2 separate regions of the Mus musculus genome follow, and region 1 is linked to region 2. Evidence: chromatin contacts called from public Hi-C data. All regions are on one chromosome and are shown on one strand. Each heading gives the region's core, a stretch centred on a gene start, on an enhancer-like site or on the middle of the called end of the contact. The rest is flanking DNA. Distances are from core to core; before and after follow the strand shown. Region 1 has its middle 60 kb from the start of Gm51759. Region 2 has its middle 21 kb from the start of Hivep2.

The links. A called contact is a pair of places that touch in the nucleus more often than the background predicts.
Region 1: a Hi-C map of bone marrow-derived macrophages shows a contact between it and region 2, with 31 read pairs. The contact joins two enhancer-like sites. A contact is called at or near these places in 1 of 15 datasets of contacts at CTCF or cohesin (pro-B cells), 16 of 484 Hi-C or Micro-C datasets (CD4 T cells, CD8 T cells, Th2 cells and 9 more) and 1 of 115 datasets of contacts at active chromatin or transcription factors (T-cell acute lymphoblastic leukemia).

Annotation. Positions count from the first base shown.
Region 1 is chr10:14,184,693-14,190,746 of GRCm38.p6, forward strand. No RefSeq gene overlaps it. Among named protein-coding and RNA genes, the nearest start is that of Gm51759, 60 kb to the left of the region's middle. Within about 2 kb of position 4,354, at least 27 of the 459 cell types and tissues checked have an H3K27ac peak or open chromatin away from gene starts, as enhancers often do. A contact at or near this core is called in bone marrow-derived macrophages, where this site is marked.
Region 2 is chr10:13,942,462-13,948,433 of GRCm38.p6, forward strand. No RefSeq gene overlaps it. Among named protein-coding and RNA genes, the nearest start is that of Hivep2, 21 kb to the right of the region's middle. Within about 2 kb of position 4,215, at least 46 of the 459 cell types and tissues checked have an H3K27ac peak or open chromatin away from gene starts, as enhancers often do. A contact at or near this core is called in bone marrow-derived macrophages, where this site is marked.

The DNA of each region.
Region 1 (6,054 bases), core at 3,104-5,603, 240 kb after region 2:
GGAGACATTTTCTCAGTAGAAGTTATCTCTCTTCAGGTGAGTCTGGGCTTGTGTCAAGTTGATGAAAATCACAGTATTTAAAACATCTCAATTTTATTTTTAAATCATCAGAAGGAGCAGAAGAAATAAGTTAGGAGAAGAGAAGACAGGAGGGAGGTCAGGAGTTCCCCAGAAACCATTGAGGGAGAAGGAGTTGTTGGCATTTGATGGAAAGGGCTGGGGACAGGCTGTGAGCAGATTAGTTATCAGTTATCCTTAAAACCTGGGTTGAGAGTTTGTCTTGCTCTCATCCCAACAGACTGGAGTCTCTCAGCTTCCCTTGGGGGAAGAGTTTGCTCTTAGACATTTGCTATTTGAGCTCCAAGTGTGTGAAATCGGCTTGTACCCCGTCTGGCACCTGCAGAACCTGCAATCACTTTTCATCTCTGCTTTTCTTATTATTCCATATTTAACAAGCCGCTGTTAAGGCAAATGACAGACAGTTTTTCCGATGCTGTTGTGTGGATATGAAGTTTTCTGCTATTTTGTTCCGGTTGTTCATTTGTTTCTGGTTTCTGGTACCTTGGACTCTGGACTTGGCTGTGTGTTTGTTCACTTCTAGAGCATCCCGGTTTTGTGCAATGCTTCTGAAGAGGCTTTGTTTCTTCTTGCTTGCAGCCTCCCTGCTGACTGTGGCAGCTGAGCCCTGGAGTGAGCGTCTAACACAGGAATAAGATGCAGTTTTTCTTACTTTTCAACTTGAACCTTAAATCAAAAACCCCAGAGGCCAGGTCCCAGATGGATTGCTTTCTCTTTTATTCCTAGTAATGGTGCGGCCTCTGCAGGAGGTGACCTACTTTTCTCACACACCATTACTCTTATATTTTGACCCATCTACAGGTACAAAGTCTCTATGATTTTTCCTATCCTGCGAGCATGATCCAAAAAGCACTCCCCCAAACTCCCAAACCAGAGAAACCATTTTCTCATAATTTCTCTTACTTATTCCATCTATTGCCACAACATATATCTTGTAATTGGTTACATTATGTACAGGTAATATATATTGCATACATATATAAAATCTTAGAGGTGCTTGTCATTACACAAATAACTAATGTCAGCTAAAATAGCAATATTACTGCCCCAAAGAAAAACTTGAGTTCAATGGAACTAGCGGGAAATGTAGAGAGGATATCTTGTGTATTGTATGGATGCCTCATCCTTGAATTAAAAAACCGGTGACCTACAGGAAAGGGTAGAATAGAAGGTGGGTCATATGGGAGGCAGAGGGGGTTCTGGGACAGAGTCAGGCACTGGAGATTTACCCAGGAAAACATGACGGAGAGAGATACATGGTACCAATCAGCCATGTCAAAGAATGTAGATTAGAATAAATGGGTAAATTTAAGTTACGATCTAGTCAGAGAAGAACATAACTTTATAGACAAGCTGTTTATAAGTAAATTTTGAGTTTTACTTGTGGGAACATGGAGAAGGGAGGCAGAATTGCCATAACTTCAACAATGAACTTATTTCATGGTATTTATTCTTTCCTCATTATCACTAACAGAGAACACTCTACTGTATGCTAACCGTTCACTGACAGTTCTTCAGGTCTCACAGAAAAGAGACCTGAGCATTACGGCAAGAGTCATAAAGGCGAGCATAGCATCGTGCCAACTGCAGAGCCAATCAGGGGAAGTCACGCCTTTGGGATGCCGGGAAGATGCGGACAGTGAGAAGAGAAAGGGGGGGAAGGAGGTTAGGGCTTACTCTCCAACAGCCAGGCCAGCAGAAAACAGAAGTAGCTCCTCCAGGGTGCAGATTGAAAGTAGAGGTGAGAGTTGGAGGGGAGAGGCCACTGGTGAGCTAATAATAACCTCAATACATCAGAGGCACAATTCTTCATGTGACCGGGATAGTAACAATTCTTTTAAGAAAAGGTTTTTAGGGAGCAGAAAAGCAGCCATAATAACAGGATGCTGGGTTGTGACAAGTGGGGGTTTTGCCACCTAGACACTCCCAAGATGGTCAGACAAATGCATGTAGTCACTCACTCATTCACAGCAGCCCGGATTTTAAAAGAGGAAGAGGTTTGCTACTTCTCGATTCATTCCTCCCAGAGAAGGAAGCCGGCCCTGGTGGAAGCCGGAAAGTGGAGTGGGGTCATGAACTGGACACCCCCATTTCTCAACCATTTGTTTGACTCTTCTCGATGTCTTTGAACTCTTCTCACACGTTGTTTCCTACGTTTATAACTGTGAGAAGACTGTAAGTGTAACACTTCTCACACTTATAAACATAGGAAACAACCTGTGAGAAGACAGAGTGCAAGGCAGGCTCTGAGTTTTGCCTTCACCTATCTTTGAGAATTTAGAGAAACAGTTTAAAGTCTCTGGACCTCAGTCTCTTCAGCTAATGTATGATGTTAGCGGTCCTTAGTTAAGGAATCCAGTTCCAGGGCTAGTATCCAGTTCCTGCCACACAGTAGTTGCTCACTAAAGTTTTACTAACTAAATTTTGAGCATTAGAAATTCTAAGAAATAAGAGAAACTATGAAACCAATTTTCTAAGGTTATGTTCCCAGGGTGTTGGAAGCAGTTTATTCTGTCAGTGTTTGGGAGAAGATATGAAAGTCTACAAATAGGAGAAAAGCTATCAGTTATCTTAACACCTGCTTTATCAGTCTGTAACCAAATCTGGAGAGACTGCATTTCGTACTGCAAAGGGACCCAGGCGAGTTATCCCTAGTTAGGGAACTTTGCCACAGTGAATGGTCAAGTTGACAATATCAGCAGACAAACCCCATAGCCTCTGGAGTGAGTTGAGATTAGCCATTCTCCTGACCCCAGACAATGTCAAGGATTCTCAATACTACTTTATGATTTTAGGCCCTAGAAAACAGTGTGTAACTCTGCAGTGTCCTTATTCACATCACACTCTAAAAGACACTGGTATTAAAAGTGAAACACTGAAGATTTACTTGGGAGGTAGTATATCTCTGTCTTCAGCCAGTTTCTTAATCTCTAGCAGGGAATGTTTCTATATCATATGGCCAGCATCAGTCAGTTTTATTTCTGTTTGCTTCTTTCCCTTTTCAAAACTTACGTTTACTCTCAAAGTTAGCAGCAGGGCCCATGTGGAGCCAAAGTGACATTTTCTTCACACTTGTGACAGTGGCACCTGGCACAGTGGCATGCATTTGTAATTCTGGCCCTTGGGAAGTGGAGGTTAAAGGATGAGAGATTTGAGGTCATGCTTGGTTACACAGTGAGTTCGAAGTTATCCTGGGTTGCATGTGATCCTGTGTTAAACTAACAAGCCGCTGTTGCAGACTGTACTGAGAAATACCTGCCAGTTTAGCGGTAGATGTTTTGTGATTACTACTCCAATCTGACACAGAAGTAAAGAGTCCCTGATTGTCTCTTCTTGTTTCTGGGGCTGAGCTGGTTCCCTTTCTCTGTTACAATTAACTGCCACAGAGGTCTTTGTTTAGAACAGCACTGGTGCATTCCATTACAGTCCAGAGGGGAGAAGTCCCACTCTGGGGTAAATGAAGGCGCTCACATGACTTGGAAGCTCTGGAGGAAAAATCATCTCTTTTGCCTTTTCATTCTTTAAAGGACATATGTATCACTCTACTCATGGTCTCTCCACCTTCAAAACCATCAGTGTTCCCCATTACCCACCTCTCTGATCTCAGCAGGAAAATTTCTCTAGTTTGGGGGGCTTACACGATTAGACTAGTTCTGTATCTCTAATCCAAAATGGCTTGCATAAGTCACATAGCTGCATCCCCTCTAACTTGACCTTCTTCGATGCCATCTTTTTAGACATGTCTAAGCAGACTTGAGAAACTAGAACCCGAGAGACTTTGTTAGAAGGAAGGCATTGCATTGCTTTGCCCACTTTAAACAAAGAGTACAATTTGAGCTTCGGGCACAAACTTCTAAATTGCCTACAGATTTCCCTAAAGCACAAACATCTTCTCTCAGACAGTAGCTGGAGGGGCTCCTCAGACTGGACACGGCAGGAAGACCTTGATCAGATGCTATGCACAGAGACATCTTGGCCTTGCTATCGCATGCCCTGTTGTGACATCACAAGAAGTATTGCCAGGGCATTAATTACCAAGGACAATCCCAAGGAATTTGAGGAGGCAAATGGAAATGAGCTGACAAGTGTCTGGAAAGTGGGTTTTCCTCAGAAAGAGTCTGGGAAGAGAGGGAAAGCCTTATTGTGTCTCAGTAGCCTTCCTCTGGGAAGATACTCTTGCCAGAGTTAACTTCTGTGTCTAGTCATCTGGGAGTAATTACACCAAAGCAGGACAGTGTGTAGCTCAGACTAGATGGACACTGTGTAGACAGCCTTGAAAATCCCATTGGTGAAAGTTAGAGACAATGAGCAAAGATTTTTCTGCAGGTAATTGGGTGAGTATCCCTGTGGCTGAGTTTATGTGGCAGGGAGTTGATTTCACACTCTTGTTCCGAGAGCCCGAGAAATGTCAGTAAGCATTTGACCTTGGTGTAACAGTCTTCCTTATGACATATCTTGTCTGGTATGCTCTAGGATTTGCCCTGGGGTTCTCCAGCATGTCTTCGTCTGTTGTGGAAGAGGAAGTGAATGGCCAGAGAGTAGAGCTCAGAGTGGAGGCAGGAGGGAGGAGAGGGAAGTTGAAAGGGTGATAGAGTTTTCTGAAGTGGTTTGAGACAAGTTTATTATTCTTCCTCTCCAGCTACTTACTGTAACGGGGAGGGTTTCTGGGAGCTGGACTCTGGGGGCAGGGCAGTAGGTTGATCAGGAGCTCAGGGGAGGAAGACAAGTAGTAATGGTGATGAAGAAGAAGGTGTAATAACAGAAAGAAGGCTCTGGGATGTGAACCAGAAATTATAACCCTTTTAGAAGGGAGGACAGATTCTGGCACATGGTTTCAGAGGTAGCTGTTCATTATGGTGAAGTGGGCATGACACAGCATCTTACTTTATGGCTGCCAGAAAGCAGAATGAGATAGATAGATAGATAGATAGATAGATAGATAGATAGATAGATAGATAGATAGATAGACAGACAGATAGACAAACACACAGAAATACACACACACACACACACACACACACACACAGAGAGAGAGAGAGAGAGAGAGAGAGAGAGAGAGAGATTGCTCTTAAGCTGTTCGTTCCTCCTTTATTCCATTTGAGACCCCAGCTTTTGAGACAATGATAGCCACACTCAGAAATGATCCTCTCCCCTGTCAATTCTCACAAACACACCTAGAGGCCTTCCACTGGGTATCTCTTAATTCAATGAATTTGCCAAAATTAACACGCCCTGCATTTGTTTTTCTGTGAAAAGTGGAAGCAATTTCAGTGCCAGAATCATTTTACCTGGTGTGATTTATTTGTATAGCTATTGAAAAATTTAGAATCCATCCTGGAGCGATGGATCTGTAGCTATGAGCGCTTGTTCTTGTAGAGGCCACAAGTTTGATTCCCAGTACCATGTGATGAATCACAGCCATTTGTAACTCTAGTTCAAGGGGGTCTGATACCCTAGCCTCTGCCTGCAGCAGGTACACATGTGGTAATCGTTCATACATGCAGATAAACACTTGGAGACAGAAAATAAGTTTTAAAAGACAATTCAAAATGTTTAGAATCCAAGTATCAAGAGAAGTTTTTCACAGCAATCTGAAGAGAGAGCTAGCGCAAAGTCCTTCCCTACATTGAAGCATCTGCGTGTCTGAAATATGCACACTTTTTATTGATCCTTTATACTTCTTAGAGTCTGGGAAAAATCCAATGGAATGTCCATCTCATTACTGTGCTCTTGGGGAAGTGCATCTGCTTTGTTGTGATTTGTGCCACTGATGTCCAGGGAGCTATTGCTCCATTCAGATAAAGAAGATAGGCTTATCATTCAAATGACCTGGGTCCAAGCCCAACATATCTTCATTAACAGATGGTATTCGACAACCACCCCAAACCTCTTTTCCTTATCCCTCCAAATGGGAAAATATAACATATGGAGTTGTTATGATTTAATAAGATGAAGCATTTATAATAGTGTAGTGCC
Region 2 (5,972 bases), core at 2,965-5,464:
ATATATTGTATGGATGCAATACCTGTCAATTAAAAAGCCAGTGGCGGGCTGGTGAGATGGCTCAGTGGGTAAGAGCACCCGACTGCTCTTCCGAAGGTCCGAAGTTCAAATCCCAGCAACCACATGGTGGCTCACAACCACCCGTAATGAGATCTGATGCCCTCTTCTGGAGTGTCTGAAGACAGCTACAGTGTATTTACATATAATAAATAAATAAATCTTTAAAAAAAAAATAAAAAAATAAAAAAAAGCCAGTGGCCTAAAGGAAAGGGTAGAATAGGAAAGGGTGGGACAACTGGGAAGCAGAAAGGATTCTGGGATACAGCCAGGTTTCAGAGATTTGCCTGGGGAAGATGTGAGGAAATGGGCAAATGGTGCTTGAGCACAGGTCACCAGCCACTGTAGGCAGAATGTAGGTCGGACACTCTTATATGTTAGAATCACCTTCTTGTCTTTTGAATTTTATTTCTAGCCATTTACTGAGTTTCACCTTTAAAATCATGCTGCTTGTTCTAGTTCTGGCCACTGTGAGGCAGTTCCATAAACTGTGTGTCATATAAGCAACAATCATTTCATTTCTTATAGATCTGGAGGTTGGACATCAAGTATTGATGGGTTCTCATGAGCCCATCTCTTGGTTGCAGAGGGCTGACTTCTGTGTCCTGGAATGGCAGAAAGACAGCAAGCTAGCTCTCTGGCTTCCGTTATTAAGGATACTCCGGTTCTGAGGAGTCCACCCTCCTGCCTAATTGCCTTCCCATAACTTTACCACCTAGCATTATAGCCATCATTTCAGAGCTTTTTTTTTTTCAACATATGAAATCTTGGGAGACAGATTCAGTTCATTCAATTTCTACCAAGAAAACTGATTACAGTTGTAATCTGCACTCTTCTTGTTGGCCCTTGTTTTTCCCTTTGTCCGTGTGTGTGTGTGTGTGTGTGTGTGTGTGTGTGTGTGTGTGTGTGTGTGTGTGTGTGTTTAGGGGAGACTCATTTTGCTTAGCACAATATAAGAAACAATAAAGAATTACAGTACTCACGCTGTTTCCCTGTGCACACCACTCTCGACTTCATTTTCAAACTGCTGTACCTGAAGATAAAGGGTGATGAAATCATTGCCATCTTGGAAGGAATCCCAAGCAAGCACCAAGATTCACACTTTCCTAAAAAGTACAGGGACTTAAGGATCTTTAAGGACGGAAGTGCAAAATAAAAAGCCAGTCTGGTAGTGGCAATTTCTTTGCAACCCAAATGAAGAAAAGCCGACTTGACCTGGACGGTTCTGCAGAGCTGAAGTTGTGTCTTCATGGTTCATTTGGTTCTTAGCCTTCTTCCTGCCAGTCAAGACAGTAAGGAGAGAGCTTTTTTGGCACAGGAGCCCTGACTGCTTGAAATGAGGCAGAGATCACCCAGGCACATCAGAGGCAAGACACCAGATGTTAATAACACATTTCCACTGTTAGATGTTTGGATCAAAAGGCTAAAGGTGAAGGTCTTATCTCATTTGTCAAATGATGTAAGTCGTTATTAAATCAGGGCAAACCAGTTAACATCTAAAGTATAATTTCTGTTGCTATTTATAAATGCACTCAACAGTTCATTTGGCTTGCCTGGCTTATTTAATTGTGTATGGCATTTTGCATTTGTTAAAAGCTTAGGGAGAACAAGGAAATGACCTACACAAATCACAGTTCAGAGGAATGCAAAACTTTTCTCCATGTGCCAATTAAATGTTAGCAAGTTTGAGTTGCTTGTTTAAATCACGAATCATATAAAACAGCACACAATATTTGAGTGCAGGAAACGCTTCAGGTAACCCTGGCACATTTTAACAACACTTGTAGAATTTGAGGGGCTCTATCTGTTTTTTTGGAATAGAAGTGTGCGTGTGGGTGGGCTCACAAATAAAGAGAGGGTTGCATGTATATGTGTCATCTCATTAACTACACAGGTATCAAAAGGAAAACAAAAATGTGTGCAGACAAACACATCTACACTGGAAAGTCTTAAGACTTTTAAATTTTTATTTATTTGTTTATTTGTTTATTTATTTCTAAGAAAGGTGATGGAGTTCAGTTTTGAAGGACCTCTAAAGGATACAGTCTTGGTAATTCAGATACTGACCGAAAGAAAGAAGGGGGTCAGCTTGATGAGCTGACTAGCCAGGGAGCCCATCACCGTGTCTTGGATCAGCTTTCTGTTGCTGTGAGGGGACACTGACCATGGGAAGTCGTATAAAAGAAAACATGTAACTGGGGCTGGCTTACAGTTTCAGAGATTTAGTCCATGATTGGCATGGCAGAAAGCATGGTGGCTTAAGAGCTGAGGGCTCTACATTCTGATCTTTAGGCAGCAGCAGCAGACTGTGAGCCATACTGAAACTATACACTGAGTGTCGCTTGAGCATAGGAGACCTCAAAGCCCGTCCCAACAGTGACACTTCCTCCAACAAGACTGTGCCTCCTGATAGTGCCACTCCCTATGGACCAAGCATTCAAATACGTGAGTCTGTGGCGGCCATTCCTATTCATACTACCACACTGGATAAGGATTTGCAGTTACCTTTATCACCATGTTAGTACATGTTCATTTCTTCCTATGTGCTTTCCTAAAAAGAAATTTGCTTGCATTTTGTGTATGTGTGTTCGTGTGCATATGTGTAAGGTGCATGAGCATCTATACGTATGTAAGGATACAGGCACTTGCAGAGGCCAGAAGTTGACATCAGAACTTTTTCCTCAGTTGAAATCACTACCTTAGTTTTTGAGACCTAAAGCTTAGTTTTCAGCTGGACTGGCTGGCCATAGGGCCTCAGGATTCTTCCTAGCCCTTTTCCCACTGCTGAGATTACAGGTATGCTCCATGTCTGATTTTGTGAGTGTGAGTGTGAGTGTGTGTGTGTGTGTGTGTGTGTGTGTGTGTGTGTGTATGACTGCAGGGGATCTGAACTCAAGTCCTTCTGCTTCCAGAGCAAGTATGATACCCCCTGAGCCATCTCCCCAGCCCATCTTCATGTATTCATTTTACCCTCTGAACAATCTTCTGGGATCTTATTCTGCCCATAAAAAGGATGAGGAAACAGGTCACCTGGACAGCAGGAATTAAACAACTGTGTCTTCTGAGAGAGCAGCAAGTGCTCTGAATTATGGGCCACCTCTGTTCAGTCCCCGGAAATTACTGTTCTAACCACATACTTTCTTATTGAGGTTTTATCCTCCTACCCAGTAAAGCATCATGTTTTACTTAATAAAAACACAGATTTTAAGGGTGTCAGTTGACCTTCTATCAGATAACTGTTAAATTTATTTACATGTATCCATGTGACCAGAAATAGTATTTGCTAAACAAACAAACAAACAAAAACTGATTAAGGTATCCGAGATCTATAGTTACATATGCATGAAAATGTTAGTGCTCTGTTTAAGTCAAATATATCGCATTTTTATGGGAAAATGTCAAAAAAAAAACAAAGAAAAGAAAGACAGAAAGAAATAAAAATTGGGTTTTTAAGAGGGCAGTATGCAAGAGTAAAGTAAATTTAGAGTTGTTTTATTAACACAGTGATGTGATTTGAGTTTGCATCTTACCATAGAGAAAGGTACCCTTTAGAGATACCCAGAGGCTATTATTTTTGCTCATCTATTCTGATAATACAATGGATGTTCTAAGACAAGCCGGGGGTGGTAACCAAGGGCTTCATTTATCTGAAATTAGAAATGCCCACAATGGGTTGGCAGGGCCGTGGGCAGCACTGTGTTTCCCAGCTCTCTCTAATTAGCCCTAGAAAAATGAGAAGAAAAGCACCCACATTCTGAAAGGCTTGCTACCTGAAGAACTATTTTCCTTTTGTTATATTCAGTGTGTATAATTATGTTTTCACAAAGTCCATGGCTTTGGAATCTTTCCCTCACTGACCTGCCACCTAGTTGTAAGTCCTACCCAGCAGCCTCTGTTTATCCAAGTCTGAAAGGTTGTTTCTGTGAAAAATTTGCTTTAAAATAATTAGTGTGTGTGTGTGTGTGTGTGTGTGTGTGTGTGTGTGTGTGTGTATGTGAGTGATTATCCCCTATGCCTTTCTTTCCCCTCCTTTGAAAGTGGCCTACCCAGTAATTGTGCTTGCCTCTGTCTAAGCTTTTGGTCAGCTCTCAGGCCCTTTGCTCACTCCCCCAACCTCAGCCCAACCGTGCTGGCTCTCGGTTCCTCATGGTGCTGAGCTGTTTCTGTCTTGAGCTTCTGCACTTTCTGTTCCCTTTCTCTGATGGCCTCTCCCTGTCATTCAGTGCTAAGCGCAAAATTGTCAACCCTGTGAACGCCCCTGCTGACGTCCAGTCTTGGTCCCACAACAAGTCTATTGCCTCTTGATGACTTGGTTTGTTCTTACAATTCTTATCATCAGTCTTATTCATTCCCCATGTTTCCTCGTGTACCTTCGTGCCTTTATCTGCCTTGTTCTCGCCTCTATCTCTAGTCACTTAACAATACCTAGCACGAGGGCACTTATAAATAAGGAAGCATATCTCTTTACTCAAAAATCAGTAGATGAAGGTAGGAGTTAGAATACAGATTGGTTTGGGGGTTTATTGACTGGGAAAGGGCATAGGAGGCGGTCTGGAGTGTTAAAAATATCCCTCATTGTCATCAAGGTAATTGTCACATGATATTCTCTCCCTCCCCCTACTGTACGCATATGGAAGGAAAGGTCACACACACATATTCAAAAGTAATTTTTCTTTACCCTTATGGTTTAGCAACGTTTGATATACTATGAACTGTTTTGCCAGTTAGTCAAGTGATAATCTCCCCAGGTAACATTTGAGGGAGCTTTTCATACCAGATGCCCAGGTCAGGAATCTCCAAATACTTTTTCAAGATCCTTGATTGTTGGAAAATAACCATTGTCTTAAAGGACAGATATCAAGAACAAAACCAGCTAGCTGCATACTGGATGCATACTGCTTCTTGTACGTTGGCCTGCTTTGAGTATAGCTCTAACTGTATTAGGTGAGGATTTATTTATCAGAGGGAGCCTCATGCATTTCAGGGGCAGTACCATGGTGAGCAGACAGAGCCCTGAAAAAAAGATAAGAAAGGAGAATAAAATGCAAAGTGCCAGCTGGCCGTGGTAGCATATACCTTTAATCACAGCACTCGGTTAGGAGAGGCAGGTGAATTTCTTTGAGTTCTGGGTTCTAGGCTACCCTGGTCTACACAGTGGACTCCAGGACAGTCAGAGTTATACAGTGAGATCCTGTTTGAAATGAAACAAAAATGCAAAGTGTTTATTTATCACAGGGCATCATTTATCCATCTGCCAGTTGTGATTCTATAGATTCTATAGTCTCACTGAGGAGAAATGACTAGAGAGAAAATAAAATTAGAGGACATTGGCTGGGAATGGATCATATTAATTTGTTGGAATGAAAAGATTTGACATATTCATCGCTATATGCAAGAAAGCCAACTATAAAGAACATACTGAGTAAGTTTTTTTCTTAATTAAAAATATGGCTTTATGAGATATAAAATAAATGACTCTAATGTTGAATTAGTTTGTGAAAATAATCAAGAGCACCCTTACATCTATAGGTTAATTCTTCAAATGCAGTGAAATCTTAAGTACAAAATGTTTTAGAAATTATCTAACTCTTCTTCAGCCTTGTGAAGTATTTCTAAACAGAGCATGGATTTCCTCTCTTAATTGTACAAAATTCATTGCTCTGGCACACCGGTCTTTCCATGGTTGGGTTCACGATCCACATAGATGGGCACAGGGAGCCATCTCAGTGGCTATAGGTTGTGTTGACGTCATCCCAGTAAGGGCTAACTGAGTTCCCCTTTCCCCCTTCACTCTGCACAATGTGAACAGCTCTCTCCTTGCTGGGCATGTTCCTCTGGGTCAAAACAATACCTACACTTGTACTCCCTCCCTTGATATACTGTTTCTAATTGTCAATCCTAGTTTAGGTCAAATG